Regions from separate parts of the Sus scrofa genome. Here regions 1 and 3 are each linked to region 2. The links are chromatin contacts, called in public HiChIP or PLAC-seq and promoter capture Hi-C maps. All regions are on one chromosome and are shown on one strand. Each heading gives the region's core, a stretch centred on a gene start, on an enhancer-like site or on the middle of the called end of the contact. The rest is flanking DNA. Distances are from core to core; before and after follow the strand shown.

Evidence for each region. Promoter capture Hi-C pulls out the DNA fragments that hold promoters and counts their contacts. HiChIP or PLAC-seq counts read pairs in DNA pulled down with a chosen protein or histone mark.
Region 1: a contact with region 2 is called in a promoter capture Hi-C map of liver, with 2.3 times the contacts expected there. The contact joins the promoter of PACSIN3 here to the promoter of PSMC3 in region 2. A contact is called at or near these places in 2 of 5 promoter capture datasets (fetal skeletal muscle and liver) and 2 of 47 Hi-C or Micro-C datasets (embryonic fibroblasts and liver).
Region 3: an H3K27ac HiChIP or PLAC-seq map of alveolar macrophages shows a contact between it and region 2. The contact joins the promoter of AGBL2 here to the promoter of PSMC3 in region 2. A contact is called at or near these places in 1 of 5 promoter capture datasets (liver) and 1 of 2 datasets of contacts at active chromatin or transcription factors (alveolar macrophages).

What each region holds. Positions count from the first base shown.
Region 1 is chr2:15,378,204-15,381,705 of Sscrofa11.1, reverse strand. It overlaps PACSIN3 (protein kinase C and casein kinase substrate in neurons protein 3), which reads right to left and starts at 1,409. Exons shown (of 10, transcript XM_021085228.1): 1 at 1,249-1,409.
Region 2 is chr2:15,183,902-15,187,172 of Sscrofa11.1, reverse strand. PSMC3 (26S protease regulatory subunit 6A) reads right to left here and starts at 1,691. Exons shown (of 12, transcript XM_003122809.3): 1 at 1,409-1,691; 2 at 1,092-1,175; 3 at 394-519. The coding sequence starts at 1,483.
Region 3 is chr2:14,931,510-14,935,082 of Sscrofa11.1, reverse strand. It overlaps AGBL2 (cytosolic carboxypeptidase 2), which reads right to left and starts at 1,895. Exons shown (of 15, transcript XM_021083073.1): 1 at 1,399-1,895; 2 at 1,121-1,235; 3 at 508-571. The coding sequence starts at 1,156. It overlaps FNBP4 (formin-binding protein 4), which reads right to left. Exons shown (of 17, transcript XM_021083063.1): 17 at 2,896-3,573.

The sequences.
Region 1 (3,502 bases), core at 160-2,659, 190 kb before region 2:
CAGATTTCGGCTTTGCCCCTCCCAGGCCTCCTCAGAGCCTGGGAGACCAGTGGAAGCGGGAAGGGATGGGGCCTGCACCGGCTCCCTTTGGAGGGAGGTCTGGGGCTACACTGCCTTACTCTTTTTGCTGAGCACAGCTTTCTTAGTTAGAAATTAGCTCCGACGAGGCTCATAACCATCCTCTTGCAAGCATTAGGGCTCCCGTTGAATAGATGCAGAAAGTGAGGCTCAGAGACCTCAGAGCTGTAGTCAGGCAGGTCCGGGACTCCAAAGACCCCTTCCTTGCACAGCCCTCCTTGCCAGTCTGGGGGCCCATTCTGAGGACTAGGTCTGACTTCGGTGGGGGTGGGGCAGAAAGGCTTGAGCTCCTCCCCCTCCGCGTTATTCCCAGATAGTGTATCACGATTCTTTTTTTTTTAACTCAATGAATCTTATTACATTTATAGTTCACCACAACGATCATCACAACCCAATTACGATTCATTCTTAAACCCCTTCGCCCTTCCATCCCCTTTGTCAGCTACCAAAGGTTTGGTAGATCTTTCCAGAATGCCCCGATACCACCCCCCACACTGAATAAATCCCTTCTTCCTCACCCCCTTGCCCCCCACCCCGAGACATTTCGGAGCCTATCCGTCGGTTATTTATATCCACTGGAGCGGTCCAAGAATGTTCCGAGGCTGACCTAACCGCCACCTGCTCGACCGCCTCTCCCTTCCCGCTCCCTCTAGGGCTGGGGGACCCGCGGCGCTGCCCTCCGTCTGGCAGCAGAAAGGGGGCGCAGGTCGCCGGAATCCGACGCCTGGGCCGCTCCGGGAGTCCGAGCGGCCCAAGTTGCTGGGGGTTGCAAACCCTCCCGCGTGCTCTGAGGAGCGCCTCCCCAGAGGACAGAGCGGCGCTCTGGGAGGCCAAGAGCCATGCTGTTCTCCCCGCAGCACGTACTCTTCGTCCCCACCCGCTGCAGCCCCACCCCCGCCCCCACTCCTTGAGGAGTGTGAGTATGAGAGCACAGATTTTCAAACGGCAGCTTTAAAAATAGCAAAATTATGTAGTTTCTAAATCCCGGAGGAATCACGTTCGCGTTCTTTGGGCAGATAAATCTGCTCATAAAATGGAAAGGGGGCCTAAAGAGAATGAATGGGAGTAATTTCAGGTGGTAATTTTAGCTGCTGAGGGCTGACTTCTCCGCAGTCCTTGTGGGAGGGTGCAATCGTCAGCTGGGCACCTGAGACAGCTGCGCAATCGTACCTGAGTAGTGGATCCTTGCCTTGGCGCTCACAGGGTGTGTACGCAGCAGAACGTAGCTTCTGAAACAAGTTTCAACACCCACTCTCTCTGTTGGGACTTGGACAAGTCCTTTTTCCTCCATATCTGTTTCTACCTCTGTGAAACATGACGGGTGACTGGGCTGACCTCCCAAATGGGCATGTGCCCCAGCTAATTAATGATTGTAAAACAACTAACTGCAAATCAGAGGAGCTGAGGTAATAGCTAATGACAGCCATAAGGTTCTGTATTATTCAAAATCAGTTAACATCCCACCTAGTGCCTGGGGGCCTCTAGGCACCTGGACAGAAAGTGTGAAAACACAAGAATGAAGTTAATTACAGGAGCCACCTATTAAAACCCTATTAAAAATAAAGGCTGCAAGCCAGGCTTTGGGATCTGAGGAAGCTAGGTCACAGAGAGACTCAGAAAACAGGGCTGTTCATCAGACCACAAGAGGGAATGCTAGTGGAAAACATCTGGCTTCCCCTGGGTTCAGATCTGGAGGCAGCAAGCAGAAATGTTGCAGCTGATCTTAATTGCCTCTAAAGTACTGCAGGGAGAAAAAATAAACCAAAACCCAGGGATACTAAGCTGCTTCAAGGGTGAAAGGAGACAGAGCTAACCTTGGAAAGCCAACCCCTGCCAGTGCTGCCCCAGGGCTCATATGTCTGTGCTCTGTGGCCAGAGCCCCTACACATTCACAGGGCTCCACCGTGAGGTACACAACTTGAACAGAGTTTAAGATGAGATGCCCGAGGTCAGAGACTAAGCGGACAGAAACCCAGAGACGCAGCTTGGCTCAGGGCACCAGGCGGCAGATTGGTCCAAAGCCCAAGTTCACAACACTCACAGACTCACCTTGACTTTCTGGAATGTCCTAACCACAGTACCTTCATTATTTATTTATGCCTTCATTCATCCAGTCAAGAAAACATTTGAATTTTGGCTTTATGCTTAGCCGTATGCTGGGTGTTGGGAATACAAAGACCAATAAGGCAGAGCCATAAGTTTATGATAATGAGATAATATGGACAGGAAGTACTATGGGAAAACAGAAGCAGAAGAGACCACCTTTCACTGAGTGATGACACTTGACTGGTCTTGATGAACAGGAATGAGTCATGTGCAGAGGCATTCTAGGCGGGAGCACTAGGGTGTGCCAAGCCCCAGAGGTGTTAGCTTATGACTTGGTGACCCAGCAATTCCACTTTTTGGTATCTACCCTAGACAAACATGTACAAGTGCAGAAAAAGGTACAGGGAAATTTGTGTATAGTATTTTTTTGCAATAAGGGAAAAACTGCAAACAGATGTCAATCAAGAGGGCAATGGTTGAATAATCCTAAAGTTCACTCATGCTGTGGGTTGCTCTGCAACATTTAAAGCACAGTGTAGATAGAGATGTGGAGGGTTGGGGGGGTATTTTTGGCTTTTAAGGGCTCACCCGAGACATATGGAGGTTCCCAGGCTAGGGGTCGAATTGGAGCTGTAGTGGCTGGCCTACACCATAGCCACAGCAGCACAGGATCCGAGACACGTCTGCAACCTACAACACAGCTCACAGCAACACAGGATCCTTAACCCACTGAGCAAGGCCAGGGATGGAACCTTTGTCCTCATGGATGCTCGTCAGATTCATTTCCGCTGAACCACAACAAGAACTCTCAAGTTGTTTTCTTATATGAAGATCCCCAAGACACTATTGAATAAAAAAAAGCAAAGTTGCAGAACACTCAAAATATTCAGAGAATACACACCAAACTGATCATGGTGATTCTCTCTAGTGGCAACAGTTTGGGGCAGTTCCAGACTAAAATATCTAGAATACTGAGCTCAGGATGGAGTGAAGGCACATGGGAGCTGAGGCTGGAAAGATGGGATGGGATTGAATGGTGAAGATTTTCGAGACGGGCTAAGGAGTTTAGACTTTATACTATAGGCAGTGAGAAATGTGAATGGCAGTGACTCCATCTTTTAAAAGTTATCCTTTGAAAAGGTAACTCTGGCAGCCCTTCGAAGTGTAGATTAGAGCAGGCAGAGGGCTGCAGGAAGGGCTTATCTCCTCGGAGGGCTGCCATTTCTCTCCAGGGCCTCTGGACATTGCCCCAGCATTCCAGGCAGGCAGCTGAGTAAAGTATTCTGATTTAACAGCTATGTTTTTAAGAGCTCAGGCAACCCCAGGTGTAAAAACTGGTCTGAGTTTTTGAGAAGGGTTAACTTCAGTGGGAGGAGCT
Region 2 (3,271 bases), core at 442-2,941:
CCCTGACCTCTCCAGAGCCCAGTACTCCTGGAGCCGAGAATACTCACAGGACTGGCCACCCCTATCTCACGCCTCAGACTAGCCCTGAGCCCAGCAAAGGTGTAGTTAATAAGCCAGAGGATTGGTTAAGATTCTGTTCAGGTGTTGCTTCTCTGCACGGAGGTCATCTACCCCTCAAGGAAAAACAGCCAGTAGGAAAGGAAACGTGAGGAGGCCTCTTCAGCCCCATGTATCTCCCCTGGAAATTCACTCTACAAAGGAAACCCTAAAAAGGATGCCCCTTACATGCGATTAGGCCTCCAAACGCCCACCCACTCTTTCCCCAATGGTCCCCTTGCAGGTTATCTCCAAGCCCCAGTGACCCTCTCTCTTCCCCTCCACATACACACACACCTCGATGACGTTGGAGACCAGGTACGGCAGGGTCTTATTCACTTTGATTTTCTCACTGTTCTCTTTGATCTTGTCCTTCATGGCTTGGAGTTCGTGGGTGACTCGTAACACTTCACTCTTCATGATCTGGGGTAGGGGTAAGTGGAAGCAAACATTCAGCCTTAGCTCTCAGCTTGTCCTAAGGCCTTGTAACTAGTGAAGTCCAGGTTGCCCAAGGGACCCTCCTGCACCGGTGCTCTCAGCTCTAAGGCTCCCTGAAAGCTCAGGCTGTGTCCACAACCAGCAGAGGTCAAAACAGGAGGCCAGTCTGGACACCTCCTGGCGAAATAGCTGGAGTAAAGGGAAAAAGAACATGACTTTAGTCAACCAAACAGAGATTTTAGCTTCTGCCTTTTGTTACAGGCTGTGTACTTCACCAGAGTAAAAAAAAACCTCTGTGAGCCTCAGTTTCTTCATCTGTAAAACGGGGACTTCCTAAAAAAGGGATTCTCCAGGGGAAGACTGAAAGACCTCGCTGGGAAAGGCAGTCTGATGAGTCCTCCTCTCAGGCCTGGTCTCCTGCTACCCTCTCTTCTGGTCCCTTTTAAAGCTTAGTTTTCTTCTCTCTTTTCCTGGTCAGAGGGCGGTCCCCACACCGCCCCTAGGGAGGTCGAGAAAGACGTGAGAGTAGCAGCTGGGATCAGGGGTTGTGCGCCCACCTTGATTTCACTGTCCAGCAGCCGTGTGCGCTGCACGATCTCTTCTGTGGACATCTTGAGTACTTCCTCCCCGATTCCATCTTGCTGTGAAAAAATTTTTTTATTAAACTCAGGGCAGCTAACTGATGACTGTGAGCTCAGCCTCAGTTTCCTCATCCATAAAACCATAAGACCCTTGCCCACATCCCCAGCGGCCCCAACCCCCGGACCGGGCTAGCTCTTGACCCCCCCCGCCCCCAGCCACCGCCTCCCCTCCTGACAAGAGCATCTCTACGCTGGCCCCTGGCTCCAAGACCCCAAGCTCTCCCGCCGCGCACCTCAGCCTCATCCCACACCGTCGCCATCTTCTCCTGCCGAGTCACTGGACTCTCGAGCTGCGGCAGCAGATTCATTTCCTGGAGGAGAAGGTTGAAGATTAAACCGGACAGCAGCCGGGGCGAGAGATTAATAATGTCTTTCTTAACTCCTGCGCTTGACTAACGCCAGCCCTCTTTCTCCAAGTCCTGACTCTTGACAGAATTAGCTTGCGCCGCGTTACCACAGCGAATCTGCGTCTGCGATTCAAAAGACGAGGCCCGGGCCACAGGACCCGCCCCTAAGGCTCCGGAACCGTTCCCGCCCTCGTCCTGTTTATGCCATCGCAAGAGGTAATGCGCTATTGGCTGACACGCGCAGAGGGGCGTGGCCTTGATGTAAAAACGTAAGAGGAAGGAGAAAAGAGGGGAACGAGACGGCCTTTGGGCAATGTAGTCCTAGTCCAGCGGGCGCATGAAAAGGCTCTTTTGCTGCTTTTGGCGCGGGCGGGAGCGAGGGCGAGGGGTGCATTCCCGGCAAATGGAAGTTCCCAGGCTAGGGGTGGAGTCGGAGCCACAACCACAGCAACTCGGTATCATAGCCTCATTTGCGGCCCACACCGCAGCTCGCGGCCAAGCCAGAACCCCAGCCCAGTGAGCAAAGCAAGGGATGAACCCGCATCTTCAGGAATACTAGTCGGATTTGTTTCCGCTACACCACAACAGGAACCCCTGAAAAGCCATTTTTGAAGGGGGGCTTTCAACCTCAGAAACTGGCCCAGTTAAGAATTAGGGAATTCTCTTAATGGAGTTCCTGTTGTGGCTCAGCAATTACCAACTGACTAGTATCCCGGAGGATGCAGGTTTGATCCCTGGTCTGGCCCAGTGGGCTAAGAGGCGTTGCTGCAAGCCTCTTGGTAGGTCACTGATGTGGCTCAGATCTGGCATTGTAGCTGTAGCTTAGGCCGGCAGCTGCAGCTTCGATTTGACCCCTAGCCTGGAAACTTCAGTATGCTGCAGGTGTGGCCCTTATAAAATAAAAAAAATGGGAGTTCCCATTGTGGTTCATGGGAAATGAATCTGACTAGCATTCATGAGGACGCAGGTTCCATCCCTGGCCTCGCTCAGTGGTTTAAGGACTCTGTGTTGCCTGACCTGTGGTGTAGGTCATAGATGTGGCTCGGATCTGTCGTTGCTGTGGCTGTGGCATAGGCCAGTGGCTACACCTCCAGCCCTAGCCCCGGGAACCTCCATATGCCACGAGTGGAGCCCTGAAAAAAAAAAAAAAGAATTAGGGGATTCCCTAAAAGAGGGTGGGCCTCATCCAATCAGTTGAAGATCTGACTAGCACAAAAAGGCTGACTATCCCCAGGGAAAGAGGGAACTCTTCCTGCCTGACTGCCTTGAACTGGCACATGGGTCTTTTTCAGGATTGAGACTTGAACTGAAACATCAGCCTCTTTCTTCTAGGGTCTTGTACCTGCTGGCTTTCAGACTAGAATTTACACTATCAGCTCTCCTGGTTCTCAGGCCTTATGATTTTGATGAAGCTAAACCATCAGCATTCCTGGGTTTCCAGTTTGTCAATTTACTCTACAGATATTGGAGACTTCCCACCTCCATAAATATCCTTTTTTTTTTTTTTTTTTTCTTTTTATGGCTGCACCCATAGCATATGGAAGTTCCCTGGCTAGGGGTTGAATTGGAGTTGCAGCTTTGGCTTACACCACAGCCACAGCAACACCAGATCTGAACCTTATCTGGGACCTACACCGAGGCTTTGCAGCAATGCCGGATCCTTAACCAACTGAGCAGGGCCATGGGTACTAGTTGGGTTTGTTACCACTGAGCCATAATGGAAAACTAGTCAGATTGTGTCACTCTGTT
Region 3 (3,573 bases), core at 646-3,145, 250 kb after region 2:
TTTAAACATCACAAGCCAATTCTAAAATTACATAAAATGGCAATAGCCGAGACACTTTTGAAGAACAATAATATGGGAGGACATGTCTTTCCAGATATCAAGACTATTTTAATGCCATGTGGTGTCATTAAGAAAGGGTGGTACTGGAGTTCCCACTGTGGCTCAGTGGTTAATGAAACCGACTAAGAACCATGAGGTTGTGGGTTCGATCCCTGGCCTTGCTCAGTGGGTTAAGGATCTGGCGTTGCTGCGAGCTGTGGTGTAGGTCGCAGATGAGGATCCTGTGTTGCTGGGCCGTAGGCCAGGGGCTGTAGCTCTGATTTGACCCCTAGCCTGGGAACCTCCATATATCACAGGTGCAGCCCTAAAAAGCCAAAAAAAAAAAGTACTTTTCACTAATGGTGATGGAAAAACTCATCATTAGTTGATTTAAGCATAACTCTCCCAGTTAAACAATTCACTTTATGAACCCGGGAAAGGTGATGCTAGATAAGAGTGAGCTATTACCTTTAAAGTAACCATAGTACTGGAGGTGATGGTACATAAAATCTTCATAGGGATCAGGAAGAGTCTGTAAAATGAAAGACCATCTCAATCAGGAAAGAGCTTTCATAATAACAAGCATAATAGTCTGTCATAAGAGTAATACTGACTCTTGGAGTTCCTGTCGTGGTGCAGTGGAAACGAATCTGACTGGGAACTGTGAGGTTGCAGGTTTGATCCCTGGCCTTGCTCAGTGGGTTAAGGATCTCGCGTTGCCATGAGCTGTGGTGTAGAGGTGGTTGAGATCTGGTATTGCTGTGGTTGTGGTGTAGGCTGGCAACTGCAGCTCTGATTAGACCCCTAGCCTGGGAACCTCCATATGCTGTAGGTTCGGCCCTAAAAAGACAAAAAATAAATAAAAAAAAATAATAATACTGGCTCTTAACCAAAGTACAGAAGCATTGTTACAGAGGACACTATACCTAGAATTTCTGTAAACAAACCAAGTGAAACACCTTTACGCATATTATTCCATCTTTGGGATCAAGATCTCCAGCCAGAAAAAGGTGCCACCAGGATATATTTTCTAATCTAGTACTGGATTTCTGTGGTGTTTCTGGAGAGGGGTATTACTAACCTTCGGCTTTGGCTCTTTTTCCAATGCTGGGAACATGTTACTTCTACATGGTATGCTGAAGACCAGTCAGTGACACGGCGTCCAGCCACACCCTTGCCCAATTTCCAAAAGGCACCTGATTATTAGACAGATGAAGCTAAAAAAACCACAGGAGGACAACCGAAAAAACTCGAAATACGTCCACGCCCCCTGTCGCCTTGCTCTCTTTTCTGCTAACCCACCCGCTCCTCAAACAAGGACCCAGCCGGTGGTGCCCACCGTGAGGCCTGAATGCGCACCTGATGAGGAAGGGCGGCTTGTCTTCAAGCCTCCTTCTCCCGAAGCCCCAGGACTCCTGCCGGCCCCATTGCTTTCTTCTCCCTAAGAAGGAGCTGCCTACCACCAGGACGCCGCAGGAAAGATTAAGAAAAAGGGATGGAGGGATCCGGCGGAGTCGTCTCTGTGGACATGGAAAAGAAAGATCAGGGGTCGGGAGAGTGGGCTCTTAAAACGAATTCAGGGTTTCAATGTTTCCTTATCTGGGAGAAGGTGGCGAAAGACAGTTTCCTGAAGAGGCGCGGGAGCGGGCGTAGAGATTTCCTAGGAGGGGACAGGGGAGACTGGCTACCCTAGCCAGTCGGGCTAGCAGGGATGGGCGCGGCGCCAACAGCAGCAGCAAAGGAGCCGGAGCGAGCCTGGAGGCACCGCAGCGCTCGGCGAAGACGAAGCGCTCGCCTTGCTCGCTTGCCACAACTTTCTGCAAGGGCCTGGGTAGCCTAGCAACCGCGAGGCGGAAGCGAGAGGGCGGGGCAGCTGGGCGCTTCCGGGGAGCGAGGCCCCAAGGAATAGGTGTGGAACCCGGATGAAGTCGATCACTTGGCGGGGGTACCAGTTTCAGCCTCATTCCTCGTTTCGCACAATATACTGCAGACCCGCTTCGGGGTATTCGAAGGTATATTAATGGGCAAACACAACGCCAGTAGTGCTCAACATACTCCAAACTTAGTTGCTATTACTTAGCTAGCTTTAGGGAAACTGTTAAGTATTGCTCAAAGAGAGCGGCTTCCTCTCTCCTTCCACCTTCCTAGGCTCTCCATCCCCTGGCTAGACTTGAAAAACAAGTTAATATGCTCCATTCTGGTAGGATAGAGACAAGTATGTACTCTGCAGCAATTCTTGGAAGTTTGGAAAACTGTTAGGCAAAGCAAAAGCTTTAATGGCTAGTTGATAGCCTTTATTTTCAGAAATTTGCTCTCTGCAAATTGCAAGAAAAACAATCTATATACAAAATGGTCACCCTAATATTTGCATAATGGTAAATAAAAAACAACACACTAGCATACACAACACTGATCCGACAACTGCATGCATATAAATATATTGGAATAAAATTCTAACTATTGTCTTTGGTTAACTTGGTATGACTATAACCATAAGTATTACTTTTGAAATCAGAGGAAAAAATATAAAGCACCTTTATTTTTTTTTCAAACTATTAGCCACATTACATCATTTCCAGGATTTAAGTAGGCCAAATATCAGTTAATATTACAGAGTACAAGATCCAAAATTGAAGTCATACAGTACCTTTTGGTACTAGAGGACTGTTTTTCTAATCCTGTCCCTAACTCCTGAACAAGATCTAGACATTCTTGACAAGATCTTGACATTCTTTTTTCATGACAGGACATGTCTGCCCATGTCTTATACTGTAGTTGATTATAAAAAAATTGACTTAAGTCTTGGTTAACATAATCATGGAGTAATAATCAAAACAGGAGCAAAAGGATAACCAATCAGAAGTATAAAAAAAGCTTTATTAGTGCATATGTACAAATTTACAAGGTCAGAAACTGGAGAAATACAAACAGCTTTAAAACACAATTTGCTTTTTCTTCAGTTTAAAGTGACTTTTACCTGATTGTGATACAATAGAAAGTACAGAAGAGTAAACTGCTTTTTAAATACTGGAATTTTATGGAGAATACATTCACACATAAAAGGGAGGTGAACTTTGGACCAAGTCAAGAAAATGGAAACACATTAATACATGGAGTGGCTCTTATTACGTTTACTGCCACATATGTAAGGGGGAAATTCTCATAATCAAGGACATGAACACCTGCTGCCGCTGCTGCCTATATTGAAATTTAAATGTCACCTAGTATGTGAAATGACTGAGCTATAAGTTCTAGAATCTGTGGGAAAGAATACTCTGAAGAGTGTGGCCATCTGTTAGTACCAGGTGAACAACCTGCTATACTCAGCACTTCAGGCATGGCAGACTAGAGGAAGAGGTCAGAAAGAGATTCCTATAATCCCAGTTAAGCAAGGTAGAATACAGAGCTGCCTTCTTAATTGCACTTGTTCTGAAGAAGTTAATGAGAGAGAGCGCCACACTAGGAAATACATTGCCTCTACTGGGCAGGAAAATCATTCTTCCTTAGTGGGTCCTCTACAGAGGTGTCATATTC